3 separate regions of the Sus scrofa genome follow, and all the other regions are linked to region 3. Evidence: chromatin contacts called from public Hi-C and HiChIP or PLAC-seq data. All regions are on one chromosome and are shown on one strand. The core of a region is the stretch at or near the end of the contact, and the rest is flanking DNA. Distances in the headings are between cores, read along the strand shown. Region 1 holds the start of RNF8 (E3 ubiquitin-protein ligase RNF8). Region 2 holds the start of CCDC167 (coiled-coil domain containing 167). Region 3 holds the start of CMTR1 (cap-specific mRNA (nucleoside-2'-O-)-methyltransferase 1).

Region 1 (3,300 bases), core at 489-2,988, 69 kb before region 3:
AGACAAATTTCTCGTGCAGAAGAATTCCAAGTCATGTATATAGAAACCATACTTTTAAGGAACTCCTTATGTGTGGGTTGGGCAGTGCCTTCCTTCCAAAAGGCACAGTACAGAAAAGGGGGAAAGAGTAACTTTATAGTAGAGAAACCTGACAAACACCACCTCAGCAGGGTTATCAAGATTAATGTCAGTAGTGATAATTCACATTGATAGCTTGTAACCTTAATGTGGCACTAGAATAGCACTCGACCTCTGTGGTCTTCCCAACACCTACAAGCCCGTCTAATCATGAGAAAAATATCAGCTAGATCCCAGTTAAGGAATATTCTACAAAATACCTGCTCGTATTCCTTAAAATTGTCAAGGTCATCAAAAACAAGGGAAGTCCAAGAAACTGTCACAGCCCACAAGAGCTTAGGGAGACATGCCAACTAAATGTCAGGATGGCCTTACGTGCACTTGCTGATCCTGGGACAAAACACTAAGGTGGGATGAAAGCATAGCAGTCACCCTTCCAAAGGTTAGGGAAGCATCTCCGTGAATGCAGGTAAGTCTCCACCAATTTTCCTGACCCTCTGTGACATCAAAGGCTGAAATTTCTTTTCTTTTTTTTGGCCTGCCTGTAGCATGCGGAAGTTCCCTGGCTAGGGATCATCAAACCCACGCTACAGCAGTGACCCAGGCCACCGCAGTGACAATGCCAGATCCTTAACTGGTTGTGCCACAGGGGAACTACTGTCCCTCTTTTCTCATCATCTCTAAAGTAGGAATTATAATTGTAACCACCATCGTCACATCTTTTGTGAGAAGCAAGTAAAATAAATTATGCAGGGTGCTTGGTCAAGTCCTTAGTTCTCAATAAACATCAGCCACTTACTATTGCACTTTGTATGATTCATTTATAATACATTTTTTTCCTCTTGACAGAGTTTAAGAAAACTGTGAACCAGGTGTTGGAAAATCAAAACGACCAAAGGGGGCATTGAGTGATTACAGAGGTAGTTACTACAGGGAGCAGCTACCAGACTATTCTGGAGAATCAAAGGAAAGAATCTGAGTTTGCTGTTTTTTCATTTTTTTAATTAACAGCTTTATTGAGGATAACTTACACACCATAAAATTCATTGGAAGTGTATGCTTCAAAGGACTTTTTAGTAAATATATACAGCTGTGCAATCATTACCATAATCTAATTTCATTTTCACTTTTTTAATTGAAATGCAATTGACATACAATATTATGTTCCAGTGTACATCAGAAAGCAGTTTTAGAACATTTTTATCACCTCTGAAAATTCCCTCAACTCTATTTGCATTCGACACCCCCCACTCCCTCTTCCACACCTGGCCCCAGGTTAACACTGCTCTCTGCTTGGCAAGACTTGTCTAGTACAGTGTAAGTTAAAAAAATTCGGCAATAAAAGATCGTGCAAACGAGATGCTATTTAGAAACAGGGTTCACGGATTTAAAAATGATCACAAGTTAAAAGTTGTTTATAATTTCAAATAACATAGAAAGCATCATAAAGCAAAATTTTTAAAAGCGAGAAGAAAGGTTAGAAGAGGCTCCAGTTTGAGGCAGCTAGAACTGAAGTTGGGGCGCTACAAAGGGAGAGTAAGGTGTCACATGGGAGCTTCAGAGTGTAGCGCACACCAGTACCGGACCTGAGGCTACACCACCCTCACCTGAGCCAACCCGCCCCAGCCCTGGTCTCGCGCAGGCGCAGTGACTCCGGCTTGCCTGCGGGGAGCGGGCTGGGGGCGGAGCCCGAACGAGCGTTTGCATCGATCGCGAGCTCCTAGCGATTGCTTCTGTCTGTACTGTTAGTATGGCGTCCGCGAGAAAGCGGAGAGGCGGCGGGAACTCGGGTCGGGTCTCGCTCTGTGCTGACAGCAACCTCGCTCTGTACTGACAGCAACCCAGGGCCGAGTGGGCTATGGGGGAGCCCGGCTCCCTGGTCACGGGAGGCCGCGCCGGTGACCGGAGCTGGTGCTTGCGGCGGGTGGGGATGAACGCCGAGTGGCTGCTGCTGGAGGACGGAAAAGAGGTGAGGGGGAGGGGTCCTACTGATGCGAGGAAGGGGGTTGGAGGAGGTGGGGCAGGAGGGAGGCCAGGCGTCCCGACAGGGTGAGGTAGGGATGAATGGTAAAGAGGAGGTGGGGGAGGAAGAGGAGAGAGAGGTGAAGGCTGGGTCCTGGAGGAGGGAAAGTAGAAAGGAGTCTGGTGCGAGCTGTTGGGGTGTCTGAGGTGGGGGGTGTCAGGGGAAGTAGGACAGCCTGGGAGAAAAGATGGCCACTTCCGGAGCGGCCTAAGCCGGAGGGAAGAGCTGGGACCGATGTCCGGGTTGCGAAAAGAAGCCTGGAAGAGGGGCCGAAGGAGAGGTGGCCGTAGGGGTGGCCCAGAACCTGAGGACTGCTGGGGTTTTGTGGGGGAAGGAGGCGACTAGGTTGATGGGTTAGGGGTCTAGGACCTGTTGGGGTCGCACGAAGCTCTGCAGCCCCCTGCCAGGGAGGCGGAGCTGCCCCAACTTCGGAGTCAGAATGGCCCACGGTCGGGGGAGGGGGGAAACAGCTGCTGAGAGAGTGAACTTTTTCAAGTTTCTTTTAAAAAAGATTTCAAGTTTGGGTCGGGTCCCTTAAAATACTCAGACTATAACGTTAAAATGGCTTCTGTCTTTCCAACTCTGGGGAAAATTGGCGCTTTGGTGTGGGCCACAATTACCCTGAGTCTGGGTACTGCCCATTGGCATTCTCTGAGATGGGTTGGGGTAGGTAGGGCTTCAGAAATATAATAATTCTCTCTAAAAGGCTGCTTATAATGTTCTCTAATGGAATCATAAATGCAAAATTTTCCTTCTTTTTTGTTTTTTAGGGCCAAACCCACAGCATATGGAAGTTCCCAGGCTAGGGATCAAATTGGAGCTACAGCTGCCGGCCTAGCCACAGCCACAGCAACCCAGGATCCTAGCAGCGCTGGGACCTACACCACAGCTCAGGGCAACACCAGATCTCCGCCCCACTGAGCAACGCCAGGTATTGAGCTCTTGTCCTCATGGATACTAATGAGATTCGTTTCTGCTCTGCCCCAACAGGAACTTGCCAAAACAAAAATTTTAAAGAGGGTAGATTTGGCATGGTTTCAGTTCAGGGCTGCTAGACTAGGGTAATGGTTCTGGAGAAGGTGATGTTAGAGAGAAGGGGAGTAGAGAGAGTGCAGTCAGCTTGGGAAGTAGGGCTAGATCAGAGACCAGCTTGTAGTGATGGGAACCATTTGGGTTTGGGAAATGATATGTGTGGAAAA
Region 2 (3,220 bases), core at 45-2,544, 85 kb after region 3:
GCAGCTTATCGTGTCCTAATACAGGCTATAAAGCCTATGCCCTTTCCGCTAAGAGTGTCATCTCTTTTTTGCATCTGAATTTTCTTTTACAAGGTGATTCACTTTTCCATCAAGCTTTTTTCCCACCAAGTATGCCAGTATTTCTCAAGGGGTGGTACTAAAACCTGCATAAGCATGTGTGTAGCTTGTTAAAAATGTAGATTCTTAAAAAAAAGGAAAGAAAAAAATGTAGATTCTTTGTTAAAAACACACACCCAAGTCCTACTAAATTACTCAAGATAGAGGAGAATTCAACTGTCCATTTTTAACAAGACGTTTCTTCATGCATTTTTAAGACTGAGAACTGATGAACTAGTAATAAGTTCAAGATAATTATCCAGTATCTTTCTTGCAACTCCTGGGAGGGTGATTTAAAGGAACTGTAACACAAGAGAAACAAGATGCACCAGGAGGCAAATCACCTGGGCTTGATTCTCCATGCTTCAACCCCTTCAACCTGGACTCTACTTGGAACCTCAGTTTCCCCATCTATAAAAATTTCACAGGCTTGTAGTGAGGATTAACCAAGAATGCAAATAGAGTAACAAAGGCCAGTTGCTCAATAGACATCAATTTTCTTCCCCTTCCATGTGCAGTCAATTATTTGTAAGCTCTTTGGGAACATCACCATTCCAGAATTCTCTACAAATTCCCACAGGTTCCCATAGTATAATTTTTAAGCGACACGCTTCAGTACCCCAGAGGAAAAACTTCCCATCTCAGGGGGCAGTTAAGCCATCGGTAACAGATTAAACAGTATGGGCATCCCCACCTTTCCGGGTCCCCTCATTTACAGGTCTCTACCCCTCTGGGAAACCCTCACCACGAAGTACAAGCCCCTTTAGGGTTCCCCTCATTTAAAAGTCGCCCATCAGGGCCCCCTGATTTCCGTCTCGCTCTCCTTGGGGCTCCCCTTCCTCCAGAGGGAAAGAGACACGGATCTCCGCGTCTCGTACTCTCACCTTCTGTTCTCAACCCCTGTGGCCCCTCAGGCTCTCCAACCTTCGGATCCTCGTATTCCTCACCTCCGGGCACTCCATCTGGCCCTCTCACCACCCTCGCGGCCCTCTCGCAAATTCACGTCGCCCTCACTTCCTCCCCTCACCCACTCCTCCAACCTGCAACCGGGTGGACCCACTACCCCTGCATGGAGAGAAGGCAGTTAACCGTGTGGCCCACCCCCCATTTCTCCCCTCACCTCTAGAGCTACGCCCAGATTCTCCCGCTTCTTTTTGGTCATGTTACTTGCTGGGATCTCCGAGTCATTATTGGACGCGCCCACCAGTAGCACTACGCATGCGCAAACCCTCGTGCTTCTCTCTCATTGGTCACCGAGATGGCTGGCCGCGGGACTACTGGCGGTCGCCATCTTATTGAGGGGCGTAGCCGGTTGGGCCCGGCCATGTTTGTGAGGGGAACCACTATTTGAGGCTTCAAGCTAGGGGGCGGCGGGAAGAGAATGAGCCCATTGGCGCGGGAGGAACAATGGCCCGCCCAGGGGTGGAGCTGCCCCTTTCCTTACTAAAAGAAAGCCACTTTACCGCACAGAAAGGGTCATTTTCTTTCACCCCATCTCCTTCGTGTCCTTCATCCTTTTTGTAACCACCCCGCTCAGTGCGAGGCCAACTCCCACCCTTTAATTCTGTCAAGTTCTTCTCAACCTTCAAGGCCCATCCTGAAGCGCTGTGCCTCCATGAGCCCCTTCGCCTTTGAGGATGTTAATGACTTTCTGTTGTTGTTTCTCCGTTGTGTCTTGTTTGTACTCATTTTTCTTGTTGTGTCGGAAGAACAGTCTACAAACATCATAGAAAACTTTTAAGTGAAAAGCAGCATCCTTGGAGTTCTCTTGTGGCTCAGGGGTTAAGGATCACTGCAGCGGCCCAGGTCACTTTGTGCTGGTTCGATCCTGGCCCAGGAACTTCCACTTGCCACAGGGGCGTCCAAAAAAAAAAAAAAAAAAAAAAAATCCTGCCACTCCTAACACAGGTCTAGCTTTGTTTCTGAGTATTTCCTTCCAGGCTTGGTCTCAGTCACAGTATTTTATACCGTTGTAATCCTAATGATGTAGACTCTTTGAAATGCTTTGTGATCTGACGATTTAAAAAAAAAAAATTTGTGTGATGTCCCAGTTACTCATATACGCTACACCAAAATTTCCTGATAAGCAACTTTACCACCTGCAATACTCTCAAATATTTTCTAATCTAGTCTATTTAATTAAAAAATAGGTTGGTGACAGGATACTTATTAAGCTTATCTCATAATTAATGGATACTGAACTGCAATTTGAAACAGACATTTCCCCACACCTTGAAATCATCATTTGTGATGGCTGCATATGCCACCACATGAATATATCCCATTCTTACATTGGATATTATTTTATCAGACATTACCTCCAAATAATGCTAAAGCAGATATTTTTTGTGTACATAGCCCTGGCTGAATTATTTAAGATAAATTCGCACAAGTGGAATTATTGGGTCAAAGACTATAAGACTGGAATTGAAGCTGCTTATTTTCTGACGGGTTATCTCTCTGTTGGAGTCTGTGTTTCTGTGTGTGAATAATAACCCCAACTCTGTGTTTGGGGAAAAAAAGTGTTTTTGGATCTGTGTTCTCTTCTTGATAGAGTCATTGAATGATGGAGCTGGAGGGGACCTGAGATACAATCTTGCCTGGCTGCCTGACTGAGGCCCACAGAGGGAAAGTGCAGTAAATTCTGTTTGACCAGGAAGCACGCTGCTGAGCAGTTGTTTAGTGCAGTTCTCAGCTAAAAACCCAGCCCAGGAAAAACTTACTCAAGAACATTGTCCATCAAGTGTCAATCAACAGCATTTATTGTCAGAACACTCCTCACAGCATTGGTTCCAATCCCAGAAAAACCAGACTCTGTGCTTCCCAATTATCACAGGCACAGGCCCAGGGGAGGTGAGAAGAGAAGGAAAAACACTGTGTTCTTTTAAAAGTGGCTCCTTCTGCGTTTGTTTGGCACCAGGAAAAAGCCACAGAGATCTGGGTATACTTCATGTCAGTCCCTTGTCACTCTTCCCTATTCCCCAGGAAATGATGGGCAGAGCTGGCATCCTTCTCCTCAAAGAGCCTCAGATTTTCCAGACCAAACCTTTTCCTACAAGGTTCTGACAATGGGACAAAATACTTGACATGGGGCTGGAATGCA
Region 3 (3,166 bases), core at 350-2,849:
TTTTTTTTTTTTTTTTTTTTTTTTTTTTTCTTTTAATGGCTTCACCTGCAGCTGATTGAAGTTCACAAGCCAGGGATGGAATCCTAGCTGCAACTGTGACCTACTATGCAGCTGCAGCAATGCTGGCTCTTTAAGCCACTGTTCTGGGTTGGGAATCAAACTGACAGCCTTAGCAGATACTCTGGCTGCTGCAGAGACAATGCCGGGTCCTTAACCTGCTGTGCTACATCAGGAACTCCAGTTGCTTGTTTGTTTAAATCACTTTGGTTTTGGGGAGAATGCACTACAGGGATCCCAGCTGGAGACAGGCACAATGATTTGGAGATTACTGGAGAAATTCTGATGAGAAAGGGTGACTGCACCATTGGTGGCAATGGGAATGGAGAAGAGTGGACAGATTTGAGAATTAGTAGGTAAATTAATTAGTAGGTAAGTGCATATTGGTGCCTACAGGGAATGAGGAAGGTTGGGCCCCCCTCATATTTATGTTTGGACCAATGGTGGTGACTCTGACAGGAAAAAGAGCAGGCTTATGGGTGAACAGAAGGTCTGACCTGAATTTATGGGTGTGAGGTGACCGAGTGGGGATGTTCGGAAGACTTTTGGCTACGTTGGTCTGAAGATTGGAAGAGAGGTTTGGCATTGGAAGCCATCTGTGTCCATATGGTAAGATGGCATAGGTGGCACTCCTTTTTTCCTCAGGATCTTTGTTCCGTATCTGCAGTGGATGTACCATATGCTGCACGTTGGGGATACAACGGTGAACAAGAAGACTGGGTTTCTGGAGTTCCTGTCATGGTGCAGCAGAAAGGAATCCGACTAGGAACCATGAGGTTTTGGGTTTGATCCCTGGCCTTGCTAAGTGGGTTAAGGATCCGGTGTTGCCCGTGAGCTGTGGTGTAGGTCGCAGACACAGCTTAGATCTGGTGTTGCTGTGGCTGTGGTGTAGACTGGCGAAACAGCTCCAATTCGACCCCTAGCCTGGGAACCTCCACCAGCGGCCTAAAAAAAAAAAAAAAGACTGAATTTCTGCTCTCAAGTGTCTTAATCTATAAAATTAAAATGATCTATAAAATCAAAATAATAGTGATATTAAGAGAGATGAGTTGGAAGTTCCTGTTGTGGCTCAGCAGCAAGACGTCCGACTAGTATCCAGGAGGATCCATGAGGACGCGGATTCCATCCATCCCTGGCCTCACTCAGTGTATTTCCGATCCTGCGTTGCTTGAGCTGTGGTGTAGGTCGCAGACACGGCTTGGATCCTGCGATGCTGTGGCTGTGGTGTAGGCCCAGGGAACTTCCATATACCGCAGGTGCGGCCCTAAAATGCAAAAAAAGAAAAAAGAAAAAAAAAAGAAAGAGAGAGAGAGCTGAGTTGAATTCCGTTCTCGTTCCCAGAGCAGAAAAAGATACTTGCATACTTTAGCTTTTATAACCTGTTCGGGCTGGGTCTTTTGCGCAGGCGCCCTGGACTGCCCTGGGGGCAGGGGGTGGGGCGGGCCTGAACCGAGAGCTCTGCCCCGGGGCCTGGGCCCGGGAGGGTGGAGGGAGTGGGCTGCCCTGACGTCATCAAGCTGCGCGGCCCGCAGGGCGGGACCCAGAGCGCGACAGCGCGGCCGGCAGATCCGGGCGGGCTTGTGGGGAAGCGAAACTGAGGGAGGAGGCGGCTCTGGCAGCGGCAGGGCCAGGCCTGGTGGCGGCGGCATCGGCGGCCTGATTCCCCCCTCTCCGCTCCTTGGCAGCTCGCCCTCTTCCCTCAGCGTGAGTGCCGACGCGCGGCCCGGGGGGAGCGAGCGGGCGGGCGCGCGGGCTCAGCATCCACTCCTCTGCCGCTGCCTCGGCCCCCCCACCGGCGGTCGTGACCCTCACCGCCCCCTCTCTCTCCTCTCCTCCCTTATACCCTTTCCCCCCGCGCCCTCTCCCCAATTCTCCAGCTCCGCGCAGCCCGAGCTGCTGCTGACAAACGTCTTGCGCACACATTCACACACTCACGTTATCTACAAATGAAGACTGGCCCGGGGTTTATGGGAGCTCTTCTCTTACCCGTATGAATAGGGATGGCAGTGCAAAACCGAGGCCCGGGGAGGGAAGACTGGAGAGGGAATTTGAACCCTTAACCTTGGGGAGCAGCAGGTAGAACCAGGCCTTCTGCCTTCCACGTAGAAGTTCCCTGCCAGGACACATTCTTTTGCCCTGTGTAGGTCACTTGAGCTGGGCACTGGTTAGCTGTGTGGCCTTACCCTCTCGGGCCTCAGTTTTTTTTTGTAGTGGAAAAGGGGAAGGTTGGGTGAGGTGATTTAGGAAGGCCCAAATCTATGGTGGTTTGGGAGGAGCATCAGTCTCCTGCTTTTCGCACACTGCTTCTCCTTTCCTTTCACCCACCTAAACCCAGTTACTGAGTGCTTCCAGTCTCCCGCAGAGTCGCTAAGAATCAGAAGGCCAGTTTTTGCTTAAGTTATAGGCCTTTTGGGGGGCCTTTTTTTTGGGTGGGGGGGAATTTAAGACCGCCCTTTAAAGTGAAATGTGGCGCAGCCTGGTTTTGCTTTCTGTTTATTCAACGGTCTCCCGTTCTTTCTACTGGCCCAGGGTAGCTCCTGCCTGTCCCTAGTAAGAGGCTGCCTCCTTAGGAAGGATGAGATTTTTTTTTGTTGGGTTAGCCGACTCATCCTTGAGCTGGAGAGAAGTGAAAGGTGATTCATGTTTGAATCATGAAGGGATCAGTGGTATCTTTGGATCTCATCACTCTCTCGCTGCTGTGACCCATGCACCTCTCCTCTACCAAGGAATTGCAGCCCAGGTGGTCACCCACCTGTTTTGAGTACTTTCTCTTTTCTGAGTTCTCTTACAGCAAACAGTAGAGTGTAAACCACACTGTATTCACTTCTACTTTTGCTTTTTCTTTAATTTGATCGTTCATTAAGCTTTCAGGAATCTCATCATCACTTTATTTCATCTCATTTTTTTCCCCCTTCATGCCCTCCTCTCATGCTTACTCATGGGCATGGATGATGGTGACATGGTGCCTTTGCTGTTTCCATTCTTTTTTGTGGACGTGGGGTTCTTGTCCTTAAAATTATTGTTTCGGTACATAGGTCCTAGGATAGGCTATCTCCGGTCCCACTAGTTTTCCCATTCTTCTGTTTTCTCGGTCCTAAGTCAACCACAG

Evidence for each region. A called contact is a pair of places that touch in the nucleus more often than the background predicts. HiChIP or PLAC-seq counts read pairs in DNA pulled down with a chosen protein or histone mark.
Region 1: an H3K27ac HiChIP or PLAC-seq map of alveolar macrophages shows a contact between it and region 3. The contact joins the promoter of RNF8 here to the promoter of CMTR1 in region 3. A contact is called at or near these places in 5 of 47 Hi-C or Micro-C datasets (epiblast stem cells, heart right ventricle, liver and 1 more) and 2 of 2 datasets of contacts at active chromatin or transcription factors (alveolar macrophages and skeletal muscle).
Region 2: a Hi-C map of liver shows a contact between it and region 3, with 7 times the contacts expected there. The contact joins the promoter of CCDC167 here to the promoter of CMTR1 in region 3. A contact is called at or near these places in 3 of 47 Hi-C or Micro-C datasets (heart right ventricle, liver and skeletal muscle) and 1 of 2 datasets of contacts at active chromatin or transcription factors (alveolar macrophages).

What each region holds. Positions count from the first base shown.
Region 1 is chr7:32,930,048-32,933,347 of Sscrofa11.1, forward strand. RNF8 (E3 ubiquitin-protein ligase RNF8) reads left to right here and starts at 1,739. Exons shown (of 8, transcript XM_005665930.3): 1 at 1,739-2,047. The coding sequence starts at 1,937.
Region 2 is chr7:33,084,436-33,087,655 of Sscrofa11.1, forward strand. It overlaps CCDC167 (coiled-coil domain containing 167), which reads right to left and starts at 1,295. Exons shown (of 4, transcript NM_001243364.1): 1 at 1,238-1,295. The coding sequence starts at 1,279.
Region 3 is chr7:32,998,900-33,002,065 of Sscrofa11.1, forward strand. CMTR1 (cap-specific mRNA (nucleoside-2'-O-)-methyltransferase 1) reads left to right here and starts at 1,600. Exons shown (of 25, transcript XM_001924210.5): 1 at 1,600-1,761.